2 separate regions of the Rattus norvegicus genome follow, and region 2 is linked to region 1. Evidence: chromatin contacts called from public Hi-C data. All regions are on one chromosome and are shown on one strand. Each heading gives the region's core, a stretch centred on a gene start, on an enhancer-like site or on the middle of the called end of the contact. The rest is flanking DNA. Distances are from core to core; before and after follow the strand shown.

Region 1 (6,950 bases), core at 2,715-5,214:
AACTGAAATATTTCCTTACTACTGCCCATTTGTATGAGTTCTGAGGGACAGAATTCCCAGGCAACCTTGCTGGGTTGCAGCTGCTGCACTCAGCTGTTGGTCTCTACGCAGTGTGGCCAGTACCTGGAGGAGAATGCGGCCAATTCCACTCAGCAGCTGTGGCTCCTGCTCCGGGTAGTACTTGATTACTGTGAGGTAAGCGTTTACAGCCAGCACATAGTCCTGTGGTAAGAGAACAAAAGCATGCAGTGAGCTGGAGAAGCTATGCAGCTGTTCGCAGTGCATTATGGACCAAGGATACACACAGAGTGGTGGAGGCAACAGACCAGTGTAGGACCTCCCACCAACCGTGGTGGGACTGAAGACTCCAACTTCTGTGACATATATCCTTTTGTTAGCACAGGCCTCTGGACATAGATTCAGGCCTGAAGGCTGCTTTTTGCTTCTGCTTCCTAAGCAGAAACCAGAGGTCCCCACATTTGGTGCCTGCCTCCCTCTTTTCTGGCAGAGTTGTTGTAAGGACTTGTAGTTCTGTACCATCTCATCATCCAAACACATAAGCCACACTTTGAAAGCATCTCAAACATTTTTCTGTGCCCCATATCGAGGTGAAATACCTGTATTGAAATAACCCACCAATCAACTTTGCTATGACAGTGAAGGCATAGGATGTCACCGCATCCTATAATGTCACACGGTTACTCTGCTCTACAGAGACAAGTGTACAGAGGTGCTGAAGGTGCTGTGGGCTTGGTGTCCACATCCTGCAGAGCTGTCTTCAGTGACCAGCTCTGTGCACCTTCCTAGTGGTAGCCTTGCACCACCCCTGCCTGCAGCCCCTCCTCGAGGCATTCTGTCTACTCCCCACCTAGTGTCCATTTCCCATTTGTGGTCCATAGTATAAAAAGGCATGGGAGTTGGTATCAGTGAGATGTGTACTGCCTGTCACAGGGTTCAGAGGTGAGCTCCTCCTACACCCTCTGTAGTGAGTAGCTGAGCAAGCTTTGTGGCAAGAGCCAGGCCAAGACTTGTTACTTCTCAGTTACAGCACATGGTGACCAGTCCAGGGCCAGCACTGCTGATTTCCTCCTAACCATAAAATTCTGGAAGGTATTTCATTTCTCTCTGCTAAACTTTCAGTTTCCTCCAAACTGGGACTACAGCTACTGAGCTTGCTAATTGGGAGGTTATAAAGACAGACGACAAGTAAAATTCCAGTTTGGCAGGGGAAAAAAAATGAAGACTCTCCAGTCTGGTACCTTCAAGTGCAGCTCGTTAAAACTAATTTTATTCAAGGCCTGATGCTCACAAGGAGCCAGACCACACATGCCTTGATTTCCTCTCCCACCACGTTTTGCTGCCTGTCACTGCTGCCCAAGGCCAGCCTGCCTTATTTCTCATTGTGCCAGCAGGTGCACGTGTGAGTGTGTGCAGGTGCACGTGTGTATGTTGTGCATGTACTGTGAGGCGTCAGAAGAGAAGGCTTTTGACAGCTCCTCTGCCTTTGGGAAGCCAGGGGCATGGCTGAGAGGACGCAGCATCCCTGTGCAGCTTGTGGACCTGCTCTCAGACCACTGTCCTGGGGTCAAGGTCGCTGCACAGAGGAGCAGCAGCCAGTCTTACTTCCCTCCAAAAGGTCATGGCCCCTAAGATCCATCCTGGTATCCCCTCTAACCTGGTATGTACCCTTACATTTGACTTCAGTGAGCAAAGGGCAGACTGCCAGCCCCAGTGCTGTACCTGAGTACAGGCCATCTTGACCTGGGCTCCGTTCTGCTCACGATGCTTCTGACAGACAGCTGTGGACAGAGCCAGGGTAGGAGCATGGGGGCCGGTATGCCTCAGTAGAAGCCTGCTAGGATCCTAGGCTTTTTGATTGGCACTCTTGCCTTTCAAACTTGCCCAGGGTCAGGGGTACTTGCTACTGAGGATAGCCCAACAGAAAAGAAACAGGCCATAAATATACCCATTACATATAATTTTTTTTTGAGACTGAGTCTTACTGTATGGTTCTGTATTAACTATAATTATACAGACTCAGTTGGTCTTGAACTCCAAGAGATCCATCTGCTTCGGTCTCCCATATTGGGATTAAAGGTGGGTACCACCATGCCCAGCTTTGATAGGATTTTACAGCTCTCCTAGGAGGCAGGTTAGATCCATAGGGTTCAGACTGATCAGAGAAAGCAGCAGCAGAGAAGGGATTGTCACGTAGGTGCCAGCAGCAACAGTGCTAGCATTTATCAACAAGCCTGAGAGGTCGGGGCGAGCTTGTTAGAAGGCGTATTTAGGGCTGCTGAGGACTTCTAGTTGGTTACTATTCAGTGAAATCATTCATTCTGGGAACCTGGACGGCAGCTGACAACAGCTTCTTGGGGAGTACCCACTCTACTCTTCTGACTACACCCACCTGCCCTTGAATAGAAATACAGACACTCATATGTGGGTAAGATTCATCCTTGCCTGACTTGTACCTAAAAACTTCATTGGCTGAGTGACTGCTAAATCACATTAATGGCTGCTTTGTTGCCAACAAAGGCTTTATGAGGTGTGACCTAAGCAAACAGGAGGCACCCTGTGTGTGGCAGAACAGAAGCCACAGCAGTCAGAATGTTGTGTGGGAGGTAAGGGGATGTGAAGCTGAAGAGTGTCCTGGTTCACTCTAGTGGCACAGGTATCTTAAGGCTCCTGTGAGACCCAAGGATATCACATGCAAGAACAGAGGGCTTTGTCTTGCAAGTGAGTATTCCTGGAAATATATTGTGGGACACTCAGAACTGGAACACATGAGCAGATTTCTTATCATTAAAAGACTGATTAATTAGGTCATTGTTAGCTAGCACAGGCCCCGCTATGCAGCCCAGCTACTGTGGTAATACTGGTTATGTCCACTAGATGGCAGCAGAACGCATGTGCTCGCATCCACTTCACTCAGAACATTTCTTTCACCCCTTTAACTCATGAAAAATCAAGATTAAACCAAACTTTTAATTTAAATTACATCCACTGTGGAAGTATTTTTGAGACATGATAATCTGTCCCGTACTGAGTCTTGGGTGACAGGATGCCACAGGCAGACGTTTGGTGCCTGCCTGTGCCTACACTACTGATGGTATCACTACTGCAGTAAAACAAAGAAACGCATTTTTATTACACTACTTTCTAACACAGCATCTCAGAAATGCAAGCTGAGTGCCCTGCAGCAGAGCAGTGACTTCCTCCCTGAGGAGCTTCAGCTTGTGGTTGGGTACCACCAGTGCTGTAAGCCTAAGCAGGCTTGGCAACCAAGACTCAGAGACGCCCAGGAGACACTGGATGCTCACTGTGTTTTCTAAGGTTGCCACTGGCCACAGCAGTGCTGAGAGGCAGGCCTGTACAGGGGGCAGTGGGACAGAAAGAAGCAGGCCCCTCTTGGCTGAGGGCGGCAGCACACGGGGAGGTGGGGCAGGCTCTGCAATGATGTCACCAGGGAGGCAGCGGAGAGAAGAGACCAGAACAAAGTGGCCCTGCAGGCAACAGACCATGTGCAAATGTCTCAGGCACAGAACTACAAAATCTGTAATGTGTTCAGAAGTGGGAAAGAGCTATGAGGACGATGGCTGGGAGAGATGCTAGGAAACCTGTTCTTCCTGTGTCAAGGTCACCTACCAGATGAGCCTGTCTACACCCAATGTCACACATCACACGTCTGCAGAGGTGCAGAGGATGCACACTGTCCTATGGCTGGGCTGTGGCCACACACTTTCCTGCCAAATGCAAGGAGATGGCCGCATGGAGGGCTGCCAGTCGGGCTAAAGCGAGGGGTACGTCTTTCCACTTGGTAAGCTGCCCGCTGGCGGACGCTCAGTCAGAGCAGGATGACCTTGGCTGTGGGAGGAGTGATGAGCTGTCTCACCACAGCTCGGAAGGTGTTAAAGGCACTGCTCTGGGCGTCTGCTGCTGACAGATTCTGTGGCGGCTTCAGTGCCTGCAGCTGGCAGCAAGGCCGCCAGCTCTGTGGCAGGCCCCCCGTGCCCAGGGCGGGAGGCAAGCCAGGCATGGGACGTATTCAAAATGAGAGAGAAGCCTGAAGACACGGCTGCCTGCGCTGGCAGGGCCTGGGTGGAGAATAGACTGGAAATACAGTGACTGACAGCCCGGCTGGGCTCCCTGATTCACACTGGCTCCTCAGGTGCAAAGCTCAGAGAGAGCTTCTCACAAGTGGGTCTGGTGGGAAAGCCTGCCGTCAGATGTCAAAACCATCAATCATTTAAAAAAAATGACCCTCACACTAAAACAGGCAGAACAAAGGACACTTTTCTGGATGGAGTTCAGAGGAAAACGGGGGGGGGGGGTGGTGGTGGTGGTGGAATGAGCAGTTTTAATTAGAACATTTAGACCTAGGCCCGTGCAATTAAATTCAGTAATATAAACTGTTTTCTGTGGAAATTTTAAAGTGACAAGTTAGGCCCCCAAGTGAGAGTTAACTCTACTGAGCAATCTAGGCCATGATGAACACTGCCGGGGCCCACGGCTCACTTCCTTGTCAGGCCTGTCGGAACACACAGCACCTCTTGCAGCCTCCAGCTGACACTGTCTGCTAGAACAAGGTGCACTACAGCTCAGCCGCCCACATACCTTCATCAGGAGCAGACAGTTTGCCATGGAGTACAGCACTCGGCCCAGACGAGACCTCCACAGCTGAACAGAGGCTGCAGGAGAGAGAGGTGTGAGTGTGCACAAGCAACTGTGCTCCTGCGAGCGAGCTGGCAACTGCCGCACCCCATGTGCTGGAACGAAGCCCCCGCCTCCCAGTCTATCCTCACCAGGTCTCACCCTATGCTTCACTGGACACAGGAGACAGTGTTCTCAGTGGGATGCCCAGAGTGGGCTCCCATAAGAGACCATCTGCACAGACGCAGCAGGAAATACAGCCCAGCTTAGACAGAGGCCAAGCAATAATCGGGAGCCCACAACCCTACTCCTGTGAGCATGTCTGATGCAGACACAGCACGTCTGCTGCCCAGGGTCGAGGCTGACCCATGCACACAGCCCGCCTGTGTCCAGCAGCTGCATGGAAGCTGGGTTTAGTGGCAGTTTTGTCTCTGCAGCCTGGAACGGACCACTTTCCTAGGCCTTTAGTTTCAGATAGGAACAACACTGGTCTGCCTTTCTCACAGGCTTTACTGAGGGTGGACACCGGTAGTGGCCACAAAAATGCTCCATGGATAGAAGGATAGAAGCACTCCCACTCGAAGACAGGATATGTCTGGTAGCCACAATTATGGATGCAGCAGACAAACAGTGCACCTCTCTGCTCAGGTCTGATACCAACCATCTCCTGGTTCAGAACCTTCTCTGACCATCTCTTCTTTGGTTCTCAAACTGGCTCTATGTGAACTCACTGTGCTTGGAATGATCCCTTCATAGACATTTGATGTGAGGGGAGGGCTGACTGATCGTTCTTGGGATCATCAGGAGTAAGAGCTGAGGTGCACTGCCTGCATCAACTCGGGCAAACAGATAAGTCTCAGAGTCTAGTTATCAGCAGGACATACTCACGTAAATGCACACACATGCATGCACACATGCACACACACACACACACACACCCATGCCACACATGCATACATTACATATCAATTACCTGGTACGCAGCACACATACACACCTGACCCTTCACACCCAGGGAATCATAAACTGAAAGGGACTGGCTGGCTCCTTGCTGGGGTATTCAGCATACTGTAGCCAGAATAACTGCTATGGTAGAAATGTACTGGGGACATAATCCTTAAAGCCACATGTTGATGGTTTATTTATGTATTAATTATCACTATTACTACTATTGTTGTTGTTTCTGGAGATAGGGTTTGTCTGTGTAGCCCTGCTTTGTAGACCAGGCTGGCCTTAAACTTACAGAAATCTGCCTACCTCAGTCTCTCAAGTGCTGGGATTAAAAATGTGTGGCACCATGCCTGGCCTCACTGGTTTTATAACGGAGCTAAGAAGACACTTCCTTGTCTCATCGTGTGCTGCCTACTTCCTGTTACAATGCAGAAGACCTCGCCACATGCCAGCACCATCTCATGGGCATCCCAGACTCCAGAACCGTAAGCCAGGTACGACTCTCTCCTTTATAAATTAACCAGAGCTGGGTACTTCATTACAGCAAACGGAATCCTCTTAGCGGCTGATCTGCCCCTACAGTCCACCATGTGTCCACAGGTGACTGACTGCCAGTCAAGGTAGCATGACAGATCGGGATGTTCAGCCACTGACAGTTCACACTGTGGCTCCCTTCCCCTCCTGTTATGCAGATCTGCCCAGCCAAATGGAAAGTCCCAGTGCACCAAGGAGCTGGGCTGGGCCATCCTCAGCCTGTTTGTATTTCTCATCATTGGGTAAAACCCCTCGTTCTTCCTCTCGTCTACCCAGAGTAGATGCTACCTGGGAAACGGGGGAAGGGATCATTCACTGTTGGGTAAGAGTGGGAACCAATTGTACTGCTGAGCCTTGCAAACCTGAGTGATCAGTGTTCAGCTATCAGAAGGGCAATGCTCACCTTGCCTGCTTTCCTGGGTGACACTGCTCAGACCACCGTCTTCAGCTAAGCCTTGCTCCAAGTTGGCCAGGATCTGCAGACATTTCAAACAAGGACAACAAAATTGTAAGTGGATTTGTGGCTGCGCTGTCATCATAAGTTTCAGACACAGCAAATTTCTCTGGGTGAAAACCAATCAGGCAGGGAATGTTCACAGAGACTCGTCTATTGCATTGTGATGTCGCCCAGTTACCAGGAGGTGACGAGGAGAGTGGAGCCCTATTCTCTGGTGGAATTTAGGCTTGTGAGACTCGCAGAGCCTTCTCAGACACGGAACACAGTGGGTGTCCAGCTTTTCTTTTCATGAAAAGCATCACATGTGCTGCACACAAGAGTGGTTAACTTCTGTGGGAACATCAGCCCCGCCCTC
Region 2 (6,950 bases), core at 3,043-5,542, 180 kb after region 1:
CTGTAGTCCCAGCACTCAGCTTGAAGCAGGAGGATTGCCATGAGTTTGAGGCCAGCCTGGGATACATGGTGAGACCTTGTGTCAAAGAAACAAGCAAATAGTGAATCTCAGGGACCATGGTAGCTGTGCATTAACTTTGTACACTGTCTAGTACTTCCCAGGCTCCATGACTTCCCCTTCCTGTAGAGCCTGCCCTACCCACAGCTTCAGCCCCATACACTGCAGAACTCGCACGCCCCCGCTACACAGCTCAGGAGGCAAAGCCCGTAAATTCAGTTGGTTGGTAATTAATTGTGTGTTTAATTAGTATTGATTTTGACAGTTCCTTATTTTGGGTGTAAGTTCCTTATCAGCTTTGTAATTTCAAATGACCTCTGTTTTCCTCACCTTGCTGCTTGCTGAGCAGCATCTCTTACAGGGGAAAAAGAAGAAGATGAAATCCCACTTCCTAGCCTTTTCCTTTATGGTCTGAACCTGCCTGATCAACCCACCAAGATACTCTCCAGTGTTTTCTTCTGAATGTGTCGTGGTTCTATATCTACGTCCTGGGTCCATTTGGGATGGTTTTACTTCTTTTCAAATAGACATCAGGCACCGCAGCATCCCTTACTGCACATTCTCCTTTGTGTGTTCCTTTTTCCGCACCGGGTCCCACTTGTCTGCTCCTCCTCTTTCCCCTCTACTCTTCTCCATCTCTTAAAAATTCCTTTGGACCTTATGGGCTATTTTCCAGAACATCGGAGTTCCTGGAGCCTCCTTCTGGATCCTGTGACCACTTCCCTAAGGACTAAGTCCCCTAGTTACTACTCCTGTCCAAGCCATACCTGTGTCTGGGGCCAGTGGCTGAAGAACAGAAAAAGACCCCATATCTCTGATAGGTCAGAGAAGAAGGGTCTCCATCCTCAGCCTGAAGCTTCCCATGGCTGCTTCAGTCATCTGAGGAGGTTGGAAACTCTTCTCTCTAACCCCTATGGGAGAGCCTTGCTTTCTGCTTCCCATAACACCAGGGTCCTGCCGGACCTCCAGTAGTCCCGCCATCACCCCTCTGTCCAGAAAACAACTGAAAGAGAAAACTGCTTTATACTTTGAATCCCAGTACAGGCTAGTGTAAGACTGGGAGAAGCAGGGGGTAGACAAGAGCAGGAGAAGGGTGAGGCATGGCAGTTGGGTATCCATTTGGCCAGTGCTAGGTCCACGAAGGTCTGATCTTGGCCATCTTTCTTCATCTAGTTTCTTCAAGTATAAAATGCCTTCCTCAATGATTGACATTTTGAGGATGTCCAACTCTGTGGTCCCCATCTGGAGCAGAGGGTACTGTTGAGTGAGGGTCTGAAATTCAGTAGTACCAAAGGCTCCTAAGGCCTCTAAGGGCATGCTGACCCCCTTCATCTACACCTGAGATGTGCCCCGCTCCTCACCCCCCTGACATACCTGGAGTGACCAGGGTAGAGCTACACCAGTGGGACCCTGGCCATTTTCCTAGTCTCCTCACCATCACAGATCTGCAGGAGCACCTCTGAATTCTACCCTCAGCCACCTTTCCGAAGACCAGCGTCTTCTTGTCTAAAAAGCCCTTCCCAGACACAGCACTACCCAGAGAGTCAGATGTCCTATGCTGGGAAAGGGAGAGGAAGAGAAATCATGTAATATTATCTGTCATCTCTGAGGCCAGAACTTCTGCAGGCCAGGGCAGTAGCCATCACGGAAGAGGGAGTGGTCAGGAAGAGCCTAGAAGAGTCAGCTCTGAGTCTTCTGGGCCAGGGTGCAAGAGAGCAAAGTAGGGCCAGCATGAATGAATGTGAGCAGGATTTGGTGTGTGGGGATTTTGGGTTGGCTTGTCAGGTCTGTGCTGGGAGAGGGGTGGGCATACCACTCTCAGGGCAGCAATATGGGTTCCATGACCCTTAATGGGTTTGGGTTTCTTTCTGTGCATAAGAGGTTCATCTGTCAACCATGATGGCATTGCGCTTAAGGGTTTCAGATGGAAATGGCCATGAGGGGCTATACTGAAAGTGCTCTGCGGGCCTTGCTCACAGATGTCCTCAGTGGCCTGTGTCTGCCAGACTGAGGGACACTAGGTTCTGCTAAACTAAGAGCAATCTGGATGCCTTTAGCAAGGCAGGCCTCGGTGGGACCTGATGACTGTTCCTGAGGCTACTGAGGCTGAGAGGCAAGCAGCAGGTTTGTGCCAACAGAGATCCCACTCTTCCACACACAAGTCGCCTGTGTGATGGACTGGTACTCTTCCCCCTGAGCAGAAAGATACAAGCAGTGCAAAGACATATGACCAGCTGCAGGCGAGGTGGCCCAGGGCTGTGTGAGACCTAGACCACCCTGAGCCGTGCTAAGTGTTAGTGAGGCGGTGCTGCAGGGGTGGCAGGGGTGGCTTGAGAGACTTCCAGCATGGGGAATTCCCCATGTCAGGGGTGCTCCCCTTCTCTGAGGAGAAGACAGAGGAAGAGGGGTGTGAGAGGAAGCGGGACTGGGAGGAGAGGAGGAAGTGGGGGCTGTGATCAGGATGTAACATGAATAAATAAATTAATGGAAAAAAGTTGAGGGTGGACGAGAGGAGCAGCAGCCCACTTGACCAATACTGGGTCATCCTTCATGCATGCAGGCAACAAGGTAGGAGCTGGGATACATACACTGGCAGGGCCTGGTACCAGTGTGGACCTAAGATGGGACACAGGAGCAGCTGGGAAGCTAGAGTGTTCCGTTCTGGGTCGGGTTGATAAAAGTCACCTTAAGAGCACACGCATGTCTCAGATGGCACCTGGACAACTAAAGATACTGCACATGTGGTGCCTGGCTCACAGGGTGCATGAGCGAGGTGCATAACCCGGGTGGGAAGTGGGGGTAGTGAACCATTATCTGTGGTACTGCAGCTGGGAAAGGGGCAAGTCATCCCCTTCAGGCAGAATGCTCGTGAGGTGCACAGGTGGGCTTGCTCTCCTAGTCATGTTTGAGATAGTTAATGTCCAGAAGGCCCCCAGCCCTTCCTCAGTATATGGAGGTGGATGAGCTTCCCTAAGAGGAATGGACATCTTCATTGAAGAAGAGCAGATCCCAAATCTGTTTCTTAAAGAGCCTCCTCACTCGGTTCCTGAGGAAGTGCCGAGTGTGTAGGTGGGCGGCAGTTTGCTGGTCTGGAGCCTGCCTCTCAGATAAGCTCCGAGTCGCGTAGGAGGCGTCTCCTCGCCTGGGAAACGAAATCACAGTCCCCATTCTGTTCACTTGGGTGTTTGCCTCCACTGAAGGAGACGCACATGACAACAGCCTGTGACAGGCACACACATGGCCAGGATGCACTCTGGCTCTTGGGTGAAGACCGAGGGCGGGCCAGACATGGTGAAACAATCTGAGTGAGCACCTTGACCACATAGCACCACGCTGCCTGCCCATCAGAGGCATCTGCATGACCGGACTCTGTGTCCCTATAGGCAGGGCTGTCAGGACAGGCTAGTGTCGATCTGCTTCTGGTTGTTGGCTTTTGTTGCAAAGAAAGCATGATGAGGTTACCACGGAAGGACAGCCGTGTCTTAGTTCTCTCCAGAGCAGACCCAGTCCTCTGGCTCAGCAAAGGAGGGAGCACCCTGGCCCTACCCAGGTCACCAGCTCACACGGATTCACCACAGGCCGTGCCATGCAGACCCATACTGCTGCTCATGGATCACCGTTGGAATGCCTGTCACCAAGCTGTGATTTAAAGCCACGTATGGCCATAATTCTTAGTTCTCTCGCTCATGCCTGGCAGTTCCTTGGTGCAGTGCCTCAGAGCCTGCAGAGAAATGGCTCTTGTGGGGGCATTGCCCTTCTACACAAATACCATGGAGGTCCACATTGGTCAGGGTTCCCCAAGGTCCTCTGGGGACCACCTCTGGTCCTGTGTAGTGCTGTGCAAATAGCTGTGTGTGACCCAGCACACATTTGTCAGGGCACCCACCAGCCCCCACCATGGTCTCAGCATTAAGGGGCTATACTTTCTGGGCTGGTTTGGTCACTGCTCTGATGCAGAAAATAACTGAGCTGCTCTTGAGGTCTGCAGGTCTGCAGCTATCAGTAATTGTTAAAAGCCTTCCGGACCAATTACACAGAGAGCTGGAGCTAGGAGCACTTGGGCAAATCACCCCACCTCCGGCTCACCTCTTTCAGCTCCTCTTGCTTTGTGACAGTTGCAGCTGGTGATCCATGCCCACCTGTCATGGTAAGTGATGGTGTGGTGCATGAGCTCACTCTTGGTGCTCTGTGCTCCTGAGGTGTCAGCAAACACACAAAGCCAGACACTCAGCACTGTCCTAGTGCTGTTCACGACAGCTGCATGGCCTTGAGGTACACAGGACGTGTCCTGCCCTTCGGCCCCTCTGACTGGAGTCCCCTCGGTGTTCATCACAATGGACAGTTCCTGATTCCTGTTGGTCTCAGGGTGTTCTTGGCAACAGTCTCCCAGACTCGGCAGATGAAGAGCCAGGGTTTTGGGAGCAGCTAAGGCACAGCAGCAGCAGCAGCAGCAGACAGCCTGGTCGACCCTAAGGCTCAGTGCTTTCCCATGTCTTGGCTGCTGGCCTTGTAGGGGGACTCACGGGGCATCGGAGCAGGTCCTGAGTGGAGTGGATAATGCAGCATAGGGATGATAGGTCAGATACTGGGGTATAGGTATTAGGGTAACTGCTAGGGGTCACTAAGACATTAGGGTGGATTCTGGGGTAGATATTCCGGCAGGTACTGTGTGCAGATAATTAGGTAGTGAGATGGGTATTGGGTATACTGCTTGCATTTTTGTGTGGGCAGCAGCATGTGGGCAGCGATGTGCGGGCAATGGCACCTTGGAGGCATACCTAGTACTCTTAACTGGGAACTTCTCTGTTTTGCTGTATTTTTTTTTTTAAGCAGTAGAGTAGGTATTCAGGTAGAGATATTAGGGTGGGCACTAATATAAGTGTTGAGACAGTTACTAACACAGATAATAAAGTAGGTTCTGGGGTGGGTATTGAGGTATATTAGGGTAGGTACCGGGGTGTAGACATTAGGGTAGATGCTGAGGTAGGTAGGCACTGGGAGTAGATGCCAGTGTAGATACCGAGGAGGTGCTGGTGGCTGGCAGGCTGGAGCGCACACTGTTGAGGTAACTGCAGGAGCAGCCAAAGTTCAGAAGAGGATGTAACCAGCTGCCAGCTTTGGGGGCTGAAAACCAAAGCAGCCTGTGCCATCTGAGGCTCCAGCCACCTCACTCGTCCCCACCAGGTGACACTGGCCTTGTCCCTGGGAACAATGGAGAAGGCACTTTTCTGCACAGGATGGGTGGGGCCTCGAACTCAAATTTCTCCAGCATCACTGATTTCTCCAATGTAACTAATGAGTCCCGCAGCTGGGCCCTAAGCCAGAGCCTACAGCCGGGTGTCTATTGTAATGAGCTACCTCAGGCTGCTGGTGGCACCTCCCTCCGGCTGGCCTGAGGCCATCGTTAATGTCCCAGGAAAGGGTGGCCACAGAATCCTGAGTTTTCCCTCAAGTCTCTTTAAGGGACTCTGCAGCCTGTCACTGCTGTCCGTTCTTCATTAGGGATGGCAAGGTGCCATGTCCATATTCCTATGAGGACACGGAATAGCATTGAGCTATCCCGTACCCATCCATCCATTATAGCAGCTCCTCGACTGAGGCTGTCTCCACGATCTCTTGTCCCTGGGAGAATGGCCTCCCTCTTACCACAATCCTGCCCTGCAGCATGCTGCTCGCCTTTTGTGTGGGCAGCGGGGCGTGGGCAATGGCATCTCAGAGGCATACCTGGCTCCCTTAACTGGGGACTTCCTTTTTTTGCTGTATTCTTTTTTTTTTTTAAAAAGCAGGAGTAGGAGTAAGAAATCACATATTTATCATCATATCCCAGTAACAGAACCCAGACCTAAGTAAAGAACTCTAAAGAATGCTTCCTGCTCAGCACCCGGCTTATCTTAAACTGTCGAAGTTGATAGCCCAATCTACTTTTTGATGTAACTATGATGGTTTTAGGAGATTTAGACATGATTTTTTATAGCCCGAAAGAGAAAAATAGAACCAAATATATGATAATGATGAATCCGCCGACTTCTGTGTCTGAAATGGCTTCCAGGCACGAGTTATTGCATAATAATTCATGCCCTGTTGTGTCTTGCTGCTTAATAAGCGTATGGAAAAGCTTGTGGTGGAATTGTCTTTCTATTGCCATCTCAGAGCTGGCTACACTGCAGAGTGTGGGGAGAGCCGAGGAGGCTTACATCCCAGACTGGTGTAGCTGTTAAGGTCGGGGGTAGAGTGGGAGTGGGGCAGGTGCTAAGGACTGAACCCATAGTGCAGGGGCCAGGGGAGAAGGCGCTATTGGCAGAAAGCCCTTTATCCCAAGGAAGAGCATTCCACACAATAGCCTCTGGCTTCTCTGGCTTCAGCCTCCCAGAAGTGTGCATCAGACTCAGTTCTAGGCATGTATTTCAACATTGGTAGCACATACTAGGTGAAAGCCATTAAAACCATTCTTACTGGGTGACAGCCAGACCAGCTTTAGTAGGACAGGGCTTCCCTGCGTTGGATCCTACTGTGTCATACCCTGAACATAGGCCAGGCTGTGGTCCTCCGTGGAAGTGCACCCAGGTGTGCATTGTCCAAGGTGACTCTGTGTCTTTAACCCTCTGCGCTGCATTATTTATTTAATTTCAGCATTGATAGTGAGTGGGTCAGGTGGGTATGATATGCTGGGGGTCTGGGTTTGACTGGTAGGGAGGCTTCCTGATGAACTAGGTCAGGTTTCAAATTTACTTTTCTGGGCAGGAATCTCTAGCCGTAAAACGAAGGTCACATGACCCTTCTCCTGAAGGTGAAGGTGGAGTTCCCTGATACTTGTTAGGGGCCTGGTGTTCCCAAAGCCCTGTGTGAGGTTGGCCACCAGGCCTTCTGGGAGAGGCTGTGCTCTGGTGCACTTG

What was found. Hi-C and Micro-C count contacts between places; a contact is called where the count stands out from the background.
Region 2: a Hi-C map of frontal cortex shows a contact between it and region 1, with 1.9 times the contacts expected there. The contact joins two enhancer-like sites.

Annotation. Positions count from the first base shown.
Region 1 is chr6:51,056,182-51,063,131 of GRCr8, forward strand. Trappc12 (trafficking protein particle complex subunit 12) reads right to left here. Exons shown (of 12, transcript NM_001398781.1): 7 at 6,542-6,614; 8 at 4,618-4,691; 9 at 124-222. Among named protein-coding and RNA genes, the nearest start is that of Adi1, 24 kb to the left of the region's middle. Within about 2 kb of position 3,965, at least 34 of the 93 cell types and tissues checked have an H3K27ac peak or open chromatin away from gene starts, as enhancers often do.
Region 2 is chr6:51,232,094-51,239,043 of GRCr8, forward strand. No RefSeq gene overlaps it. Among named protein-coding and RNA genes, the nearest start is that of Eipr1, 120 kb to the left of the region's middle. Within about 2 kb of position 4,293, at least 20 of the 93 cell types and tissues checked have an H3K27ac peak or open chromatin away from gene starts, as enhancers often do.